Regions from separate parts of the Mus musculus genome. Here region 1 is linked to region 2. The links are chromatin contacts, called in public Hi-C maps. All regions are on one chromosome and are shown on one strand. Each heading gives the region's core, a stretch centred on a gene start, on an enhancer-like site or on the middle of the called end of the contact. The rest is flanking DNA. Distances are from core to core; before and after follow the strand shown. Region 1 overlaps Ddr2 (discoidin domain receptor family, member 2). Region 2 overlaps Rgs5 (regulator of G-protein signaling 5).

Region 1 (2,700 bases), core at 62-2,561, 390 kb before region 2:
GACTGACTCAGTGGCTGAGTTCAGCATTACGACTATGAAGGCCGGGAGGCTGTCTCCAAAGCCTTTGCCTTGGGACTGGTTCTCAGGGGCTTTTAGGAAAGGGAGCACTTGAACTAGACCTTATCAGAGGTGTTCTGTGCGCGGTGGACAGTGGTTAAAACAGACATCCGTATCTGATTAGAGTGTAGAGAGTGCTCAGCTTCATAGGGAGTGTCTGTATCCTCCATGTCCACCCTGGCTCAGAGGTCATCTCTGAAGAGGGGATGGAAAGATTGTAAGAGCCAGAGGTTAAGGAGGACAGGAGGGAAACTGTATCCCAGACATGACAGGATCACTGCATTCATGAATGCACAGTAGCTCTGGTTGCTTGCACAAGACCCGCACAAGACCAAGCCACTCAACATTTTAGCCTGAATGCTCACACGCTCCCAGAGATAGCTGCGGAGCTATTTACAGTTGATGGTTTCAGAGGGAGAGAGAACTAGATTTTTTAAAGGGTGTGGTCCCTGCTAGGTTGGCCCATGCTCTGGGGAATGGCCGCACACCTAGAGGTCTATGGGCCATATAAAATTGGACTTGGTAGGTTATTAAAGAAAACACAAAGAGGGCAGGAAGTTGGGAGGGGCGAGAATATAAAAGTCTTGGGAGAATTAGGGGTAGAAAAACAAGGGAATATGATCAAAATACAATGTATGAAATTTTGAAATAATAAAAATAGTCTATGAAAATGAAATAAATGAGACAGTATATTTCACAGTGGAAATATTAGCATACACAAATGGCTGTCCATTTGTTCTGTCCAGTGTGACACTTCTTTTCTGTCTTTTTTCCCCCTTCCCCATTTGTGTGGATACCTTTCCCAACCAGTGTAAGTGGTATGCCAAGCCAACTTGTCTGTTTTCTGGGTACTGCCTAAGTGTTTGCCCATGTTAATTCACTCAATACTGCAAACACCATGTGTGGTAAAATACAATTGTTATATTTTATTGATATGGCAACCGGAGATATGATTCGGTTAAAGATCTGCCTCAAAATAAACAAGAAGATCAGGCAAGATTGGAAGGCAGCTCCAAACCCCAGGCTCTTAACCACAAACAACACTGGCCCCATAAATTCTCTGAGTTTATTGATTTTAGGCTCCGTTAGCTGGGGAACATTTACACACTATCTCTATTAAAAAAAATCCGCGTGGGTTTTCAATCTGCCTGCAAGGAGACTGCTATGACTCACCGAGGAGGGGCACCAGGGTGCGTCAGTAGACACGAGTCCCATAGCTGTCCTGGGCTGAACTGGGTTGTTGCTTATGCCAGAGCTCTGGCTGGAGAAGTTTCGGGGAAGTACCAAGTGTGCAGGGGTAGCATGCGAGTGATCCCTCCACACTTGCCTGCCCGTCTTAGTTTGGCTGGATCTGGATGATGTCGTCTTATGCCAATGGATTGTAATAAGTCATTTCCACTGATTTCGAAGACTTGGTCCCCTAGATTACCCTCAAATGTTCTCCAAATAATAGCCTCTACTTCTGATGTGTGGCCCAGGTTCCATAATTCAAGCCTCTTGTCACAGGACTTTATTCCAGTAACTAGTGTTGGCTTTGTTAGTTATTGGTACATCTCTTCAGCTCGGGGTCAGGACTGCATGTGGATTCGGATGGTGGCCCTGGCTCTAGTTGTGATGTGGTCTGTTAGGGTGACCAGTCAATCCCAAGACAATTCCACTCTCCAGCATGCAGCTGGATTTACGGAAACTCACACGACCTCTCGAGGCTGTTTATTATGCTGGCGACGGCTAATGCTTGCACTTCTAGCAAGTCACCAGTGTTTATTCCTTGCCATGACCCTATGGGGTTACTGAAAGTTCCAAGTCTCATTTACAGTCAAAGCAGCACAAGTGAAGAGTGAAAGATATGTGTATTTCGTCTGATAAGAAACAAAGAGATGAGTCAGAGCTTAAGCTGAGGGAGTTAAGGTGTAGACTCTGCGCTCCTGACTGCCAGGCTGGCTCACCCTGGTAGGCAGTTGGGGCTTTAGAGTGCAGACAAAGCACTTTCCTAAAGAGTGTCTTGTTGCATTTAGGTTATTTACATTTTCAGTAGACTTTGGTTTTTATTGAAGTTGATAGGCTACTAGAAAAAAAATGCAATGCCATGCATAAGCAATTCTCCAAGGTTTGTCTTTAGATTAATTTTTCAAGGGGTTTAGCAAGGACACAGGACACAGGATGTAGTCCCACCTTGTCATATGTTCTGACTGCTTCCAAGGGGGCAACCATCTTATGGAAGAAGAAATCGAAGTTCAAGGATGTTATAAAAGCCACTTAGAGCCATCCAGCTGGCAAGCAGGGGGCTGTTTGGGGCAGTCTGGCTCCAGACACCATCTTTCTAATTGCCCATTCTTCTCTCCAGTGGGAGGGTTTCTGGGCTTGGGTTTGGGACACGAAGGCCAACTCTTCCTGAGGCTGACTCATGCCTCTTCATCCATTTATCCAATAGCTACTTCTAGCAGACCTACTGTGTGCTAGAGCTTGTTAGTTCTGGCTATTTACTACTGTGATACATGTATGCTCCGCCTAGGTTCTTCCAGATCTCATTGTTGGATTTTCAGTTTCTGCCTCTGTAACAGATAAGCATGAAAAACAGATGAGTAGTTCTCACCCTTTTGGAAGCCCGTGCCTGTCTTATTTATAAAGATACCTATAAACGTA
Region 2 (2,700 bases), core at 101-2,600:
AGGATTGTTTATAAATGATCACTCATTTCCTAAGATGGTATACACACACACACACACACACACACACACACACACACACACACACGAGTGAAACAAAACTCTAGAGACATTTTATCTATATCAATTGTCCAGTGGCCATTTGTGTGTGTTATGTGATCTAGAAAAGACGTACTACTTATAACATCACTTATTTTTTGAAAAATCATGTTCTGATGATGAGCCTCAATTGGTTGTTTACCTGGTGTGTAAGATGCCCTGGGTTTGACCTTCAGAACTGCATAAACTGGGCATAGTGACAAAGACCTATAATCCCACCATATAGGACGCAAAGGTGGATAGATGAGAACTTTAAAGTTATCCTTTGCTCCATAGACATCATGAGATATATAATACTTATAATATATACACTTATGTGTGTGTTTGTGTATACACACAGATACAAGCATGCATACACGTGTGTTCCTCTTCTCAGAGCTGATACCTATACCAGAACACCAGGTATTCTCTTCCTCTTGGCCTTGGGAATGCAAGAAAGAGGGAACAGTGTGCTTGGGAGAACTCTGTTGCTGAGGCTTTGTCCCTGGCCTAGTATATATAGGCTGAAGAAGAAGACATTGAAAGCTCATCAGGAACTGACCTACTTATTCATTTGTAATCCTGAAGAGAAGGATGAGTACGATGAGTAAGATTGCATTCACTCTCACCAAGCAGTAACCAATGAAAATAACCAGTGATAAGGTTCCAGCCAGTCTGAATACTTGGCAGCCTCACAAGAACAAAGCAAGCAAGCAAGCAAGCAAAACCCTCCAAAAAGAAAAAGAAAGAAAAAAAACCCCACAGAATTACTGCATGGCTCTCAAGAGTTCCCAGAAAAGAGCTTCACCCTCCATTGCCTTCCTTCCTGTCAGAGCCTCACACAGTGTGGGAATAGTACAAATCAATGGGAAAGCCAAAGAGGTTCAAACTCACCAAATTCGTTTCCCGTTTCTAGATAAACTTGAGCGTATCTGACATTAATTGAATTTCAAAATCATCTCTATCTGGAGAGGAGAACTTTCTAATGTGTTTACCACATCAGCTATGGTCCCTCGCTTTCTTCGACTGCACACTAGGCCCTTCCCTCTGGCTAAATTACATTAATGCTGATTAACACCAAATGATTTGTGTCTCCTTGGGTCTGTTATCCTTTTGTGTTACAAGGAAAAAGAAAACTTGTTTTGAAATAAAATCAATTGGAAATGCCCGGTGGAGCATTTAATCAGAGGGAGAGAATTCTGGAGATGAGTCACACTTTTCAAGCTGCAAAGGTCTGAATAGTAGTAGCCTTGTGCAATGGTAAAATCTGTTCCCTGTGTGGGATGTTGGCCAGGGGATAGAAATCCCAGAAAGCCACAGACCATCTTAGTCTTTCCTGCCAGCGAATAGACTGGATGCAAGTTTTAACCTTTAGATGTATGTGTGCAAGGCCAGCACCAGGACACTACAAACAGAAGTATGGCTGGATGAATTTTTTTTTTGAAATAGAACTATATTCAAGAGAACTTGATTGAGAGCCGATAGAGAGGCTCTGACTCTAGATGTTTCAAGGATTAAGATGGTGTTTCTGGCCCTGGTAGTGTCTGGAACAACTCCAAAGGGCTCATTGCACACAGGAAACTACATAGTAGGCATTTCCCCATCGTTAGAAAATACTGATGGGACACAAGAATGAAGAGATGATGTGTGTTCTTGCTTCCTAAAAAAACAATAAATTCCTATGGAAATGCATACACACACACACACACACACACACACACACACACACACACACACACACACACACCTGTTAGCTACCATCTTCAGCCACCCCCACCAACTCCCTGGGATCTTCTGAATCTGACTGCTTAACATGGCAATCACCTAGCATGACTGAAGACACATAAAGCCACCAGATGACTGCCAGGACCATAAAGTGGCTGAGTTCTGTTTCTTTCTTTAAAGTAACCGGAGACAGAGAAGTGAGAAGCCGAGGCCGGCGATGAAGCTTGGTGAGTGCATGCCTAGAATGGGCAAGAGCCTGGGTAGATTTCCAGCCCCCCCGAAATAAAAACAAGAAAGAGAAGAAAATGGAAAACAAGATAAAAGCTGGTGGGCGGGGCTTAAGTGGTGCACGTATTCAATTATTCAGATCACTTATATAGGGTCTATTTTAATGAGAAGAGAACCTGGGTGTAAGGAGAAAACTTACATTCCACCATGTTAAAGAGACAGAGGGGCAGTAAGGGTCCTGTGCTTGGGACATATCTGGTAGACACAGGAAGGTTTAAGTCTAGACGCCAGACACAGTTCAAGAACACTCCTCACAAAGAAAGGCTCTCTGCAAGGAGTTTGGGGAGTGTAGGACCTCATTTTCAAAACTGGTTTCCAAAAGACTTGATCTTTTTTCCTTGGTCAGGGTAAAATTCAAGGCAACCCAAATCTTTGTTGCAGATGCCCCCTGCTGGCTATGAAGAGGCATGAGCTACAATTGCTGTAGAAAGAACCTTGGATCTGGCTAACCTTGCAGGCTTCTTCCACAAAGGTGAAAAGACTATGTGTTATCTTCCCTCCCCAATAAATACCCATGAAAACATGTCCAGCACACACACACACACACACACACACACACACACGCGGGCTTGTTTTCGCGCACAAACACACACACACACTCACACACACACA

Evidence for each region. Hi-C and Micro-C count contacts between places; a contact is called where the count stands out from the background.
Region 1: a Hi-C map of muscle stem cells shows a contact between it and region 2, with 2.8 times the contacts expected there. The contact joins two enhancer-like sites. A contact is called at or near these places in 2 of 484 Hi-C or Micro-C datasets (muscle stem cells and myeloid progenitors).

Annotation. Positions count from the first base shown.
Region 1 is chr1:170,056,817-170,059,516 of GRCm38.p6, reverse strand. All of the region lies in intron 1 of Ddr2 (discoidin domain receptor family, member 2), which reads left to right. Among named protein-coding and RNA genes, the nearest start is that of Ddr2, 31 kb to the left of the region's middle. Within about 2 kb of position 1,311, at least 73 of the 459 cell types and tissues checked have an H3K27ac peak or open chromatin away from gene starts, as enhancers often do. A contact at or near this core is called in muscle stem cells, where this site is marked.
Region 2 is chr1:169,670,606-169,673,305 of GRCm38.p6, reverse strand. All of the region lies in intron 1 of Rgs5 (regulator of G-protein signaling 5), which reads right to left. Among named protein-coding and RNA genes, the nearest start is that of Rgs5, 16 kb to the right of the region's middle. Within about 2 kb of position 1,350, at least 30 of the 459 cell types and tissues checked have an H3K27ac peak or open chromatin away from gene starts, as enhancers often do. A contact at or near this core is called in muscle stem cells, where this site is marked.